5 separate regions of the Mus musculus genome follow, and all the other regions are linked to region 2. Evidence: chromatin contacts called from public ChIA-PET, HiChIP or PLAC-seq, Micro-C and promoter capture Hi-C data. All regions are on one chromosome and are shown on one strand. Each heading gives the region's core, a stretch centred on a gene start, on an enhancer-like site or on the middle of the called end of the contact. The rest is flanking DNA. Distances are from core to core; before and after follow the strand shown.

What was found. Promoter capture Hi-C pulls out the DNA fragments that hold promoters and counts their contacts. A called contact is a pair of places that touch in the nucleus more often than the background predicts. ChIA-PET counts read pairs in DNA pulled down with a chosen protein or histone mark. HiChIP or PLAC-seq counts read pairs in DNA pulled down with a chosen protein or histone mark.
Region 1: an RNA polymerase II ChIA-PET map of effector CD8 T cells shows a contact between it and region 2, with 21 read pairs. The contact joins the enhancer-like site here to the promoter of Azin1 in region 2. A contact is called at or near these places in 15 of 39 promoter capture datasets (the 3T3-L1 cell line, 3T3-L1-derived adipocytes, the C10 cell line and 9 more), 1 of 15 datasets of contacts at CTCF or cohesin (the NIH/3T3 cell line), 15 of 484 Hi-C or Micro-C datasets (cortical neurons, differentiating embryonic stem cells, embryonic stem cells and 6 more), 15 of 115 datasets of contacts at active chromatin or transcription factors (acute myeloid leukemia, astrocytes, bone marrow-derived macrophages and 7 more) and 4 of 9 other capture datasets (adipose tissue, embryonic stem cells, liver and 1 more).
Region 3: an H3K27ac HiChIP or PLAC-seq map of embryonic stem cells shows a contact between it and region 2, with 6 times the contacts expected there. The contact joins the enhancer-like site here to the promoter of Azin1 in region 2. A contact is called at or near these places in 6 of 39 promoter capture datasets (the 3T3-L1 cell line, the C10 cell line, hippocampal neurons and 2 more), 7 of 484 Hi-C or Micro-C datasets (CD4 T cells, the G1E-ER4 cell line, the N1E-115 cell line and 4 more), 6 of 115 datasets of contacts at active chromatin or transcription factors (the SCID.adh cell line, bone marrow-derived dendritic cells, bone marrow-derived macrophages and 2 more) and 3 of 9 other capture datasets (adipose tissue, liver and pancreatic islet).
Region 4: a promoter capture Hi-C map of stem cell-derived epiblast-like cells shows a contact between it and region 2, with 3 times the contacts expected there. The contact joins the enhancer-like site here to the promoter of Azin1 in region 2. A contact is called at or near these places in 14 of 39 promoter capture datasets (the 3T3-L1 cell line, 3T3-L1-derived adipocytes, the C10 cell line and 9 more), 1 of 15 datasets of contacts at CTCF or cohesin (the NIH/3T3 cell line), 10 of 484 Hi-C or Micro-C datasets (the Ba/F3 cell line, cardiomyocytes, embryonic stem cells and 6 more), 3 of 115 datasets of contacts at active chromatin or transcription factors (astrocytes, embryonic stem cells and stem cell-derived neural progenitor cells) and 1 of 9 other capture datasets (adipose tissue).
Region 5: a Micro-C map of embryonic stem cells shows a contact between it and region 2, with 4 times the contacts expected there. The contact joins the promoter of Rims2 here to the promoter of Azin1 in region 2. A contact is called at or near these places in 4 of 39 promoter capture datasets (cranial neural crest, embryonic stem cells, frontonasal cranial neural crest and 1 more), 8 of 484 Hi-C or Micro-C datasets (LSK cells, embryonic stem cells, extraembryonic endoderm stem cells and 1 more), 14 of 115 datasets of contacts at active chromatin or transcription factors (astrocytes, embryonic midbrain, embryonic stem cells and 3 more) and 2 of 9 other capture datasets (adipose tissue and embryonic stem cells).

What each region holds. Positions count from the first base shown.
Region 1 is chr15:37,997,173-37,999,872 of GRCm38.p6, forward strand. It overlaps Ubr5 (ubiquitin protein ligase E3 component n-recognin 5), which reads right to left. Exons shown (of 59, transcript NM_001112721.2): 37 at 1,115-1,246; 38 at 549-806; 39 at 1-20. The region is part of intron 1 of Gm49085 (a long non-coding RNA gene); the gene reads left to right. Among named protein-coding and RNA genes, the nearest start is that of Gm49085, 37 kb to the left of the region's middle. Within about 2 kb of position 1,424, at least 11 of the 459 cell types and tissues checked have an H3K27ac peak or open chromatin away from gene starts, as enhancers often do. A contact at or near this core is called in effector CD8 T cells, where this site is marked.
Region 2 is chr15:38,517,873-38,520,572 of GRCm38.p6, forward strand. It overlaps Azin1 (antizyme inhibitor 1), which reads right to left and starts at 1,394. Exons shown (of 12, transcript NM_018745.5): 1 at 1,037-1,394.
Region 3 is chr15:39,088,822-39,091,521 of GRCm38.p6, forward strand. It overlaps a transcript of Slc25a32 not described here. Among named protein-coding and RNA genes, the nearest start is that of Cthrc1, 13 kb to the left of the region's middle. Within about 2 kb of position 1,375, at least 30 of the 459 cell types and tissues checked have an H3K27ac peak or open chromatin away from gene starts, as enhancers often do. A contact at or near this core is called in bone marrow-derived macrophages and embryonic stem cells, where this site is marked.
Region 4 is chr15:39,216,091-39,218,790 of GRCm38.p6, forward strand. The region is part of intron 1 of Rims2 (regulating synaptic membrane exocytosis 2); the gene reads left to right. Among named protein-coding and RNA genes, the nearest start is that of Rims2, 19 kb to the left of the region's middle. Within about 2 kb of position 1,396, at least 37 of the 459 cell types and tissues checked have an H3K27ac peak or open chromatin away from gene starts, as enhancers often do. A contact at or near this core is called in astrocytes and stem cell-derived epiblast-like cells, where this site is marked.
Region 5 is chr15:39,197,004-39,199,703 of GRCm38.p6, forward strand. It overlaps Rims2 (regulating synaptic membrane exocytosis 2), which reads left to right and starts at 1,283. Exons shown (of 27, transcript NM_053271.2): 1 at 1,283-1,535. The coding sequence starts at 1,360.

The DNA of each region.
Region 1 (2,700 bases), core at 174-2,673, 520 kb before region 2:
AATCAAACCTGCAGAACTTGCTATAAGGAGAAAGGACAATTACCATGAGCTTATATAGTTGCTAACTGCTAGTGACATTATATAGGCTTATACAAATCTAAATGGTCAACTAATAATATGTACATGAGCAAAAAAGTATACCTCTCCTATATAAGTTTGGGGGAAGAGAGTGTTAAGGTGGACAAGAAGTTAATACATTATCATCCAGGAATAATTCTGTACTTCATAACCACTACAAAAGCAAGCATCTGGCAATGTGTGCAGACACTTTTAGCTGTTACAAGGAGAGTCGTGAAGAACACAGGGCTGGGAATACTACTGATGTCTACCAGATAAAGGCAATGGGTGTAAGCAACACCTGACAAAAGACCTCAAAGATAAGAATCACCCAGCCCAAAGCAACAGTGCAGAGAGTAAGAAGTCTTGATATAGTAAGGTTTATGTACTTCTTATATTTGATACTCAACAAAAGGCATGTTTATAAAACGTTGCTGTCTAGATAAACATGTTGGAACACTCCTAGAAATGACACGAGTTTCCAGACTTGCCTGCTGGCGTAGATGTGCTGGACGGAGCTGTGCTTGCTGCTCGCTGATGCTGCGGATTTCGGACAGCCCACTGCATGGAGCGAGGAGCCTGGGCAGCACCATTTGCATGGGAGCTATTCGTTGTCCTTTCTAGTGGCTCATCGAGCATAAAGGTCTCCTGCTCTATGTCATCACTCTGACTGCTACTGCTGTCAGAGTCACTTGAGTCATTTGACTGAGAGTCATCTTCAGAAAAAAAGGCAGGAACACTGCTCGCTCCTAAAGTTTTAATTTTTAAAACCAAAAACACTGTAAATTCATTGATAATTAACTTTACAATGTGCCTCTCAAAATATTATGTTCAACTGTGACAGGTAATATATAATACTGTGAAGCCATCATAAAAATATTTCAATTAGAAAAGAACTCTTTGAAATAAACTTTAAAACTAATCCATTACTAAAACAAAAGCTAATAAGAACTGTCAAAGAAAAAGAAATAAAATTACAAAAAGGTTCTGGCTACCCATCAGACATACAATTATAAACTCCCTTTGAAAACAGCTAACCCATAAAGCAACAACATACCTGCTTCTGAGCCAGCAGTGGCTGCGGTGACAACACTTCTGCGCCCACTAGCATTATCTTGGTTACTATGGTTACTTTCACTGTCACTTTCCGTTTCAGCTGCTGCTAACAAATCTAGCTCCATGTCACTTCCTAGAAAAGTAGTAAATAAATAAAAAGGGCAAAAGTTTCACCAAATAATCAATATAGGTGTGAAAAGCTGGTCTATCCTACGAGTAGGAACTAAGAAGGCACAGTGGTTAAGACAGGGAAAAGAAATCAGAGAGCCAGCTGCTCTGCAGAAAAAAGTACTGGCTGCTCACGATGGACAAATTACTCAAGTACTGTAATCAGTAGACTCTGGCACAACAATTTAGTTCCTGCCCTGCAGAGCCCCAGTGTCTGGGCAGCACCCACATCCACCTGCCCTGTTTTCATCTCTTTTTCTTCAAGAAAGAACTTAAAACCTTGTTTTTTAACTAACATGTCAAGATAAATAACATTCTAATATTGCAGTTCAGGTACCTGACTTACACAGAGACGTAAAGACTGTATGTACAATCTTTAGGAGTGCATGGGGATCGCCAACACAAAACACTGACTGTAAGCACACAGCCGCTAAATCTCCGGAGATTATAGACTCCTTTCCTGTTCTCTCCACACCAAACTTTCCACTGCTGAATCATGACTGACTTCCTTTAGAGGGAAAAAAGTCAGACAGGCTCTTGCTATGTTGCCCAGACTGGCCTTAAATTTGAAACCCTGCCTCAGCTTCCAAAGTGCTGAATATTTTACCACTGAAGTAGTTTTTAAGAAAACATGCCGGCCAGGCGTGGTGGCTCACACCTTTAATCCCAGCACCCAGAGGCAGAGACAGGAGGATTTCTGAGTTCACCGCCAGCCTGGTCTACACAGTGAATTCCAGGAGAGACAGAGAAAACCTGTCTCAAAAACAAAAAAAAAAAAAAAAAGAAAGAAGAAAAAAGAAAATAGACTGCGTGGGCTAGTGAGACAGCTCAGCGCACAGGCAGCAGTAGTACAAGGTCTGAAATCAGATCTCATCCAGTGCGAGGGAGACAAAATACTACATTGTTGTTGACCTCACACGCAAATGCATACTTATGTTCACAAACACTTACACACACATAAGTAAATGATAAGTAAATGAATAATAATGAACTCAGGTCACAGGCTGGACAATGATGTCCTTACCCACTGAGCCATCAACCATTTCCCCATTAGAATGAAAGAAAAGAAGGTGGGCTAGAGATGTAGTTCAGCTGGTAGAGTGCTTGCTCGATGCGTGTGCGTGTGCGTGCGTGTAGCTCTGACTGGATCTTGGCATAGTCATGCACACCTCTAGTCCCAGCAGTTGGGAAGTGGAAGCAGAAGGGTGAGAAGCCTAAGGCCATGCTCACCTCCACAGTGAGTCTGAGGGAGACCTGGGGTACACAACACCCTGACTCACACAAACAAGTTCCTTTAGCAAATACAATTATTTGATGTATGTTGACTTACTTCCTAAACTGTAAAAATACTACAGAGAAATTCAGAAGAAAAGAATTCGGTTACTGCAGAGCAAACGAGGCTGCTCTCCAGGCACCTGA
Region 2 (2,700 bases), core at 144-2,643:
CTCATAGTCCTTTCCTGAGGAAGTTAATCAGCTCTCACCCAGGCTGTGCATATATTAATGGTAAAACACCACAGGACAAGAACAACCTAAGATATCCACCACAAAACTGAGTTCAATCTGTTCAAACATCCTGAGGCTGTAAACAGTGTAAACTGCTTGCTTCGTTCAGCCAGTAACACACGTTCATGATACTTAATACCATAAAACGTTTAAACACTACTAACCGCTGGCAGCCAACAGAGTCCTTGATAAGCCGCATCAACCTACCCTTCGCCCTCTTTCTGCCCCGCGATCACAGCTAGGACCAGAAAACGAAGCCATGGTGACTAATCTCCAGGCTTCAGGAGGTGACTGGGGTAAGTGAAAGCGACTTGGCCCAATCAGGAGAGCCGCAGGGGCGGGTCAGCAGCGCCGAGGTTTCCAGAAAGGGCCAAAGGCCTATTCGCTTGCTACTTGACACCGGGGCTTCCCCGCCGCCGGCCCCGAGTGAGGTCAACTTTCCACCGCCAGAGGGGGAGCGCGCACTCCGCACCCCCTCTCCCGCCCGCAAGAATCCAGCCTCCTCCCAGCTGTCACCAGATGCCGGCTCGAGGCCCGCCCCGCTCCATTCATAACCCGGAGCCCCGGCCGCCGCAGCCCGTCCACTCCGCACCACAACCCCCTGCAGGCACTGAGACAGGGAGAGGGCGATGGGACCCCCAGCCCTCCAGGCTGCCGCCGGACCCCCTCCCCGGAAACAGCAATGCACCACGGGAGTGGGGTGGGGGCCGCATGCCGCCGAGAGGGAACAGCGACCACCGCCAGCCTGCCCCCGAGCGCGGCCCCACGCGCACACGCCCCCTCGCTCAACCGCGGCTGTCGGCTGCCGCCCTGGGTCGCGAGGCGCCGGCCGCCGCCCGGGCCACCGGCAGCCGCCACACACGCCGCCGGCCGCCATGTTCGAGGCCGCCGGCTGCGGGGCACTGCGGGGACACCGAGGGCGGCGTGGCCCAGCCCAGGCGCCGGACCCTCCCGCGCCCCTAAGTCCGGTACTCACGTGAGATAACGGCCCAAAGAGTCGGGTAAAGCGTCTTCTCTTTTTCGGCGGAATTTTTAAAGAGGGATGTGGTTACCTTGAGCAGAAATACCCAAGGCGGCCTGGGCCATAGGCTGCGGGGACGACGTGGGGGAAACGCGCGGCACCGACACCAGCTGAGCAGCAGTGGCGGCGGCAGCCGAACTGGAGAAATGGAGCGGCGCGAGAAAAAGAAGAAAGGCGCGAACTGGGTGGGGAGAGGATTCAGCCTCGTCACTCCGCAGAGCAGCAGAGCGAGAAGGATGAGAAGAGCAGAGCAGGAGACAACCAGAGAGAAAAACGGAAACACCGCGGCGAGAGTTGAGCCAGAGAGTGTGGGAAGGCGGTGCCAGAGACGCCAGTATTTATACTCAGGGGGGCGGGGGCTGCTGACGTCACAGACGGCCGGTCGGCCGCACGACGGGGGTGGGGCCTGTGCCGCCGGGGAATGTGGGAGGGGCGGAAGGGGAAGGACAGCCTTGTGCAGTTAGGGGGCCGAAGGGCGGGACCACCGGGCCTGGCAGGTGCTGGCCCGGCGCTCGCTTCCCGCCCTCGCGCTGCAGCCGCTCCCCAGCGGGCTGCTAGTTTCGTAGGCGGGGCAGAGGGCGCGCGGCCCAGCGGATCGCGGATCGCGCCCTCGCCCTTGCGGCGCCTGCGCGCCACGCTAGCAGCCAACGATCCGCTTTGTGAGCCGGCAGCTAGTCCATGCTGACGGCAGCCTTCGGGACCGTCCTGGGTCCTCGGCTTACCGACTCCAGTATTTTAGGAGAGGAGGGTGTGCGCCATCACGGGGCTTTCTCGGTGCACTAGTTTATGTAACAACTGTATACTATGCCCGGGGACTGTATTCCGAGGGAGAGGTTCCCGCCTCTCCATGGGTTGCGGAGCTCCGTTATGAAAATGAGTTCCCCGTGGCCAGCAAGAACCAGTCCGGTGTGGTTACTGAGGCTTTGATCGTACCAGAATGTTCCTCCGTGTTCGCATGTTGCAATATGGTGCAGTAGATTTTTTTTTTAAATGTGGCTTTTCTTTCTTTGTCTTCATTTTCAAAAAGGGTTGATGCAGTCAGACCCAGCCCTATTAAAGCGGGGCCAGTGTTGCTGAAGTTACATGACTTAAAGGCACATCTCTTTAATCCTCTGCATTTCTCGTTTGAAGTCATTCTTTTTTTTTATTCTTTTGTTTTGTTTCTCCAGAAAGGCTTTCTCTGTGCAACCCAAGCTGTCCTGGAACTCCCTCTATATACCAGGCTAGCCTTGAACTCTGCCTGGTATATAGGTGCTCCTAGGTGCTCCTGCTAAAGGCACGTGCCACCACACCAGGGTTTCTCTCTAATCTTGTTTGTTTTGTTTTGTTTTTCTTCAGTTTTTCGAGACAGGGTTTCTCTGTATAGCCCTGGCTGTCCTGGAACTCACTCTGTAGACCAGACTGGCCTCGAACTCAGAAATCTGCCTGCCTCTGCCTCCCAAGTGCTGGGATTAAAGGCGTGCGCCACTACTGCCCGGCCGTTTTTTCTCTATTCTCTATTATTTAATAAACTTTTATTACTAAAGTAAAATGACGGATGTAGCCTCCCCCCTCCCCTTATATTTAAAATCCTTTTTCTAGCTGGATGAGGTGGTGCATGCCTTTAATCCCAGCATAAG
Region 3 (2,700 bases), core at 125-2,624, 570 kb after region 2:
GTAGTGAGCTACCATGTGGTTTCTAGGAATTGATCTCAGGACCTCTGGAAAAGCAACCAGCGCTCTTAACCACTGAGCCATCTTTCCAGCCCTACAGTTTAAGTTTTATAACAACCAGTAATGTGGTACAGCAGCTGGCATCTCTCCTCCCACTGCTTCACATTCACAAATATCACATTGGTATCCTGAAATAAACCATGATCAGAAACTCAGCAGCAACACTAAATACCTGGGTCTCCTTATTCCTTGTCCTTCCACTCCGGGATAATTGATTTGGAACGCCTTCCTCAGCCTAGTCACTCATCCCCTCATCTGTATAGAGCTCCTAGGAACAAACAAATGCCAACACCCAACAGACGATGGCAGAGCATATATATATATTACAGATTTTTGTGAACTAGAGTGAAAGAGAGAACTAATATCCACAAAAATTCAGGGGCCCACAACTTGACTAAAATTTCTGAGAGGTTATAACTTGAAGTATGTTGGTATGTATTCTTTAAGAGGGAAAGACAGGTTGTTGGAAAGACATTTTTGCAATCATTAAAAAAAATCAACAACATCACAGACAGGCTGGGCATAGTAACTTAAGCCTTTAATCCCAGCACTAAAGAGACAGAGGCAGAGGCAGGCAGATCTCTGTGAGCTCAAGGCCAGCATGATCTACCAATTGAGTTCTAGGACAGTCAAGGCTACACAGAAAAACCCTGTCTCAACAAACAAACAAACAAAAAACAACCCCCCAAATAAACAACTCTAAAAAAAAAAATAAACCCCAATAACAACACACCACTTCTAGCCATTCTTGAGTTTTAGGGGCAGTTTATAACATCTGAATGTGATTCTTTAACCCATGTATAGTTACCTCTATGGCTATTAGTTTTGAAGGAGAACCAGCCCCAAAGGCTCTGAAGCAAATTCAGGCAGCAGCAGAAATAACATTATCATATGGTACTTTTGATTCAGCAGACCCAATAACTATAGCAAACAGAAATATATTCAGTGACAATTTTAGCAAGTACCAGGTTTGCTCATCCAAAAAGCAGCAGTCGAGGCATGCATTCTTTCCTGGAAACTTCTAGGAAGCGCTTGTTTTTTTTTCTGATAAGAGGCTTTGGTCTTGCTAGTGTTTTTTGTTTGTTTGTTTGTTTTTGTTTTTGTTTTCCTCCCTGTCTTCTTCCATATATGGCCAGATGAAGCATGGGGCTGTAGAGGCCATTGAGAGACTGGACTTGTTGTATTTGAAAGAAAACTATGCTTTTTACTGAAGATGGCTGGTTTGTTTGTTTTTTAAAGATAGCTTCTGGCTTACTGTAGTGAGCTCTGGTAGAAACATCATGTGATCCATGTGGCCTGAATCTGTCACCATGACCTCAGTGTCTCTTAGGCTGTGTGTAGGAAGGAGATTGTGAAAGATTTAAGAAACACAGCATGGAAGTCCAGAGTTACAAACAAGATTCCTGAGCTCAAATTGCTTCAAGACAAACTCATGTTGTGTTGCTGAATGTAGCCACCAGTGACCACAGGTTACTGGGTTCCTGAAAGGAAAGATGGGAGCCAAGACAAAGTTCTCTGATCAAGGCCTAATGTTTACTTATGAGTCTGAGCTTATAAAGGAGGGGGGAACCCATCCCCCACGTGGTCCTGGTCTTTGTCAGGATCAGTCAGGAAAACAAGCTCAGCTGCTCAGCAGGTAGCTTTTTGCAGGAAGCTGCAGGTGTGGCAGACAATAGACTTTACCTAGGTTGGAAGACTCCACCATAGGTGAGCTAGCAACTGTAGCAAACAAGGTCTGAGCCAGCCTGCTCAAGGTTGGGGGGAGGGCACAGCTGAACAGTTGATTGGAAAATTTAAAAATGAACCTAGCATATTGGCCCACAAAAGATATGCTGATTGAATCCAAGGCTGTAGCACCATAGTCCCAAAGGATGAGTGAAGGGAAAGTTCTCTTATAGGCTGCAACTTGAAGCAGTAATACTCACTACCTGGAGTGAACAGCGGTCACAAGTATAGATCGCTACCACTGTCTTAAAGACAGCGCTAATGACTGGATGGGGAAAGAAAACAAGCAGAGGTTGTTCAAGGATGTGGATGGATCTCTTTGACTGTGAAAACATTTGTGTCTCTTGCCTGTGCTTGCCACTCTGCACCATCTTAAGAATGAGGACAAACATACTATGGTGGGACCAACTCTTTCCCTCAGCTACTAGAGGGATGTTGAAGAAATTATGTTATCACACTAAGGTTCCCAAGTAGATACTCTTCATACAAGTTATAACAATATTCAGAGAAGCATAGGCCCACCATGACAGTTGGTTGAAGAAAGACAGAATTTAGCATCAGCACTGGAGTCTGTATTACCTAGAAAGTTTTAGCTACAGTAAGTAAATGAAAGGCCAAATTGAGACTTATTTTTAAAATAAATTTATTTTTCACTTAAATAAAAACTCCACAGGTACATGTTGCCAAGGGTAAGAGCTGACCCAGAATCCCATATGTGACTTAGAACATGGTTTTATTACATTTTACATATTATTTACATTTATTACATTAATTTGTTACATTCTTTGTTTTGTTTTGTTGGTTTTTCAAGACAGGATTTCTCTTTTAGCCCTGGCTGTCCTGGAAATCACTCTGTAGACCAGGCTGGCCTCAAACTCAGAGATCCGCTTGCCTCTGCCTCCCAAGTGCTAGGATTAA
Region 4 (2,700 bases), core at 146-2,645, 700 kb after region 2:
TTTACATTTCAAATGCTATCCCAAAAGTCCCCCATACCCCCTACTCCCCTACCCACCCACTCCCACTTCTTGGCCCTGGCGTTCCCCTAAACTGAGGCATATAAAGTTTGCAAGACCAAGGGGCCTCTCTTCCCAGTGATGGCTGCCTAGGCCATCTTCTGCTACATATGCAGCTAGAGACACGAGCTCCGGGGAGTACTGGTTAGTTCATATTGTTGTTCCTCCTATAGGGTTGCAGATCCCTTCAGCTCCTTGGGTACTTTCTCTAGCTCCTCCATTGGGGGCCCTGTGATCCATCCAATAGCTGACTGTGAGCATCCACTTCTGTGTTTGCCAGGCACTAGGAAAGAAATCAGGAACCATAGATTTGAGCATCAGCAACAGAATACAAGAGATGGAGGAGAGAATCTCAGGTGCAGAAGATTCCATAGAGAACATGGACACAACAATCAAAGAAAATGCAAAATGCAGAAAGTATACTTTTCAAATGCCTGCCCTAAAGACTGCAGCCTACAATACAGAGCCTCAGCTGGGAAACAAGTGACTGCATAGTTTGTGAGGGGTTATTCCTTTTCTTACAGTAAAGTGTATATATATATATATATATATGTGTGTGTGTGTGTGTGTGTGTGTGTGTATATAATTTTGTTCTTTTGGAATTAGTAGCAAAGAGTGTGTTTAAATGAAAAAAGTAGTTCTGTGAGTTCAGCTTTATGACTGTGTTTAAAGTGTGATCAGATCATTTGGCAGTCATGGATGTTAGAAGTAGCTGTGAAATAAAATCCAACAAATAACCCCTAAATATTAACATACATTCATATTACCATTTATTGTGTTATATGCTAGCATAGACCATGTTTCAGAGTCCAGTTAGAATATAGAAGCTACGATAGTTCTTTGAGCAGAAAAACATTAATATAGATTATCCTGAGGCAGAGTACCCATGAATTGAAAAAAATGGACGAAGCTTTTTCCTTTGTGCCTGAGGCTGAGATTCAGACACTGTGGAGGTGTGGCTGCGGCCCACTTTGCTGTCTGGTGCTTGCCAAGCTAGGGCAAACAAAGTCGTCTGTTTTTATGAAAGGAAGTCATTTGTGGGGGCTGTTGGCCTTGGTGGATAGGCTGCCTGTGGTGCTCAAGGAACCCTTTGGGAAGCTTATTGGAATGTCAGTCAGATTTACTAAGAGCTTGCCGGTGGGAGTGCCTCCAGAATTTGCTGGAAGGAAGGCCTGTGGGGTGCTGGTGAAGCATACAAGTAGGTCTAATACTAGTGGGTATTCATTAGCTCCAGGTAGCCATGTAAACAAAAGCAACAAAGCACGGAGACATTTCTTCCTTTAATGTCATCATGGCTCCCTCTACTGTCAAATCTTAACATTGCACCCCAGGGAAAAATACAAAGCTGGGCAGAGAAGGGTAGATTTGGAACCGAGAGGCAGTGGATTTTTAATAGGCTGCCTGTCATAGACGATGCTGTCCTCAAATGCCCATATGTAGAACAGCATTGACTTACTTTTTATTCTATATGATTCTTTCTCTGGGCTACGGGGTGCGTGTGTCTATTCTGCACCATTATCATCCCCGGCATAGACTATTATGTATGCACACACTCTCTGTAATGTTGTGCATAGAGCAGTAGAGAACAGTGTTGAATCAAATTGTCTCCTTAAGTTTCTTCTCAGAAGTGCATGCATAACTTCTGCTTACATTTTGTACAAAGCATGTTTTATGATCATGCCTAGGTTAGAGTAGAAGGAATGTATCTCATCATGTGGAAGAACAAGAAATAAGTCGTGGGTTAATAGGATTGATACTGTAAAGTTTGGCAGTGTCTACGACAGTTATTTATAATTTATCCTTAAAAATCTTGTCTGGGTTTGACGTTTTTACAAGATCAGCAAAAATTGGTATTGACATAAAAATGGTATGCTTAACTTCTGGATCAGTAAATTTTAATTGCAGTAAGTGTAGCTATTTGCATAAAACAGTGTGGACCAGAACACACTTAAGGAGCAGGAAAAGTTTTTTGAAGGCTAGATACAAATTAAACTTTGTTTAAAAATTTGCATTAACTTTAGCTTACACAAGATATATGAGATATGAAATCTTTTAGTCTTTGTGTGTGTATTTAATGTGTGTGTGCATATTTCTTTATGTGTGTGGGTGTGACATGCATTCATGTGGAGGTCAGAGGACAGCATCCAGTATTCACCTGCTCCTTCCACCTTGACACAGGCTCTTAGTTTTTAGAAAGCTTTGTAAGACAGACTAGCTGTTTCTCAAGCATCCGGAAATTCTCCTGTCCCCATCTTTGATCCCGACGTAGGAGCACTGGACTACACTTGCTGTGGGCTACTATGTCTGGCTTTCTGTGGATTCGGGGAGATGTGGATTTATGTCCTCATGTTTGCATAGTAAGCACTTTACTCTCTGAGCTACTGAGCTGCTCTTCCCAGCCCTGGAACAGGAAATCTTTTGATACTGAAGAAGAGTTTTCATTTTTGGCCAGTTGTGGGTAGAAGATAAAAAAATAAATAAAAATGAGATGCTTTGACTAGAGTTTCAGCACCATCATAACATTTCGTTGTGAAAAAATTAAATAAGCTCTACAAAAATCTACAAAATGTTAAAAACAAAAGCTGTGATCTCTAAACTGAAATCCTAATGCCAAGGTCCTCTAGGATTCATGTCAAATTGGAC
Region 5 (2,700 bases), core at 33-2,532, 680 kb after region 2:
TTTCTAAAATCAGGCTAACGCTCCAATAACGACTCTTCTCTAGATTAGAGTGACCGGCAGAAAGGGGCTGAACGGCCCGATTCCTCCGGGGACGTGATCTGACCCTTTCCCTCTTACACCTTCCAATCGCCTCGGGCAAACCGCCCCAGCATCCTGTCTTCTGTACCTCTCCGTGCAGCGGGTACCGACAACCCAGTTTTCCAGAACTTCCGCACTCCCGCCCAGGTCCTTTCCACTCCCTCAGGCTCTTCCCCGCTGCGAGTCCCGGGCCGCTGACACCGCAGGGACACCCACCTGCTCCGATCTTCCCTCGTCCAGGGTCCAGTACCCCGCCCGGGACAGCTCGGGGGGCGCCCGGTCCCTCAGGCTCGGCGCCAGCCACCTGAGATCCTCCCGCCCCCACCGCCCACAGCCCCGCACCCCGGGGCGCCCGCTCCCTCGCCGCCCTGCTCCTCACAGCTCCCCGCCCCGCCCCAGCCGTTAGCAGGGTCCGGGGCGAGCGTCGGCCGAGTCCGGGCCTGGGCGGTTCGCAGGGGACACGGGCCCGGCGGGAAGAGTCGGCGAGGCAGAGGCGGCGCGGGCGAGTGCACCTAGCGGGCCCGCCGCGCCGACTCCGCGGACACTGGGGGCGGCGGCGGCGGGACCCCGGGCGGGCGCGTGATGAGGCGCGGCGGGCGGCCGGCCCCGCGGCGCGCGCGAGCTCACTTGGGTCCGGGCGTTGGCAGCCGCGGGCCGCGGGCCGGAAGATCGGCCGTCTGGGGCCGGGGTGGGGGCTGGGGTCCCCTGCCGCAGCCCGCGCCTCGTGGTTCCCGGAGGGGTCCTCCCTCGCGGAGCCCCGGAGCCCGGTGACGCGCCAGCCGGCGGGACGGCCGCTCTCGCCGCCTCCGGGCGCTCGGGGCGAGTTCCCGGGACTCCCCAGGGGTCGGGCTCGCGGGCAGCGCTTCCCGCTCCGCTCCGCCGCCGCGCCGGACACTCGCGCCCCGGCCCGCGGCCGCCTCCCTCCAGTCACCCCACCCTCAGCCGTCCCCGCCACCTTACTCCACCGCCCTCCCCCGCCGCTCCGCGCACTCGGCGTCGGGGCCTCCAGCTCCTCGCTCCCGCGAACCGCTCACTTGGCAGCCCTTCGCCCCCGGGAAGAAGAAACATTTCCCCGAGCGCACTCCTCAGCCCTCCCCCCTCGGCCCTCCCCTCCCCCTGCCTTCTTTCCTGGGGGAGGGGGGCTGTCGCCTCGGATTGAAGGCCATTGATTTGTATGCATTTGTCCCAGCCCCGGAGGCTGCCCCAGCCGCCCGCGCCCGAGCCGCGGCTGCCAGCGGAGTTGCCTCCCTGCTTCCCTAGGGTGGTTCGGCTCCGCCAAACATGTCGGCTCCGCTCGGGCCCCGGGGCCGCCCGGCTCCCACCCCGGCGGCCTCTCAACCTCCTCCGCAGCCCGAGATGCCGGACCTCAGCCACCTCACGGAAGAGGAGAGGAAAATCATCCTGGCTGTCATGGATCGTCAGAAGAAAGAAGAGGAGAAGGAGCAGTCCGTGCTCAAGTAAGGACCCGGCTCCATCTTCCCGCCTCCCTCCCTGCCCTCCGCCCCCCTCGGCCGCTTCCCCGCGACCGCCCGCGCGCCGGGGATCGCCGCCTTTCCTCCCCGCCGGTGGCGCGGGGGCCACGAGGGCTGCGGCCCGCGGCCGCCAGGGTCGCTTTCTAGTTGTCAGCCGCGGGGGTGTGTGTCGCGGAGGGAGGGCGCCGAGGCCGGCTGAGGTGACGGTGGCGAGCTCGGGGAGGCGGCGGTTTCCCCGGCGCCCTCCGGCTTTCCCCGCGGGCCACTTCGGCTCCCGGGATGAGGCTGAACCCTGGCTCCTCGCGTCCCATTTCCTTTCCCGCCGCCCCCGCGCGGAGGCAGTGACTGGGGCAAGGAATCCAATATGGCCGTGCACAGGTGCTCCCGGGCCGGACCCGGGTGAAGCGCCCAGGCCCGGGGTGCCGGTGCCACCGGGGTCGCTCGTCCCGCGCCTGCGAGGGCCGGCTCCGTCCCCAGCCCCGGGAGGAGCTGCGCTGCCCACGGTCGCAGCGGACAGGAAGGCTGCGGGGCGGGCGAGGGGGCCTAAGCGCGGTCTCGTCTCGTCTCGGGTGGGTGTGCGGCCGCCGCCATCTTCCAGCCCCTCCCCCTCGGCGGGTGCTAACACCCTGCACTCTGCTGCTGTTCTTCCTGTTTGCAACTAGTAAATCTGTAGGATCCCGAGGAGACTCCACTTCCTACCATCGTGGCAGTTTGGGTTGCTCCCTGCTTGTGAAGTTCTACTATGTTTGCTCACAGTCCAGCCAGCGGGGTTTTGGCGAGGGTGGGAGGCGTGAAAGTAGCACCCAAGCATCGGTTTAGAGGCGGTGTAACTTCAGCACCAGGGAACTGTCCAGAATGAGTTTTCCTTTACTTTGGGATTCCTTGTCAGTGTAGCACTGTAGCTGAGATTGTTTCTACAGGTTTGCTTTTAAATGTTTTATGATTTTTTATATCTCGGTTGCTTCTGGAAAGTCATTGTCTGGATCTGTAAAGATCTGTAACCCTTTAATGTTTGTCCAAGTCGTTACTCACTATAAAAATTAACCTGTATATGCCTAAAGAGAGGGAGGGCAGTTCTCTTGCATGTCACCGAATACACTTTCCCATAATCGCTATAGAAACACACAACTAAAAGCGTTGACTTCCTCCT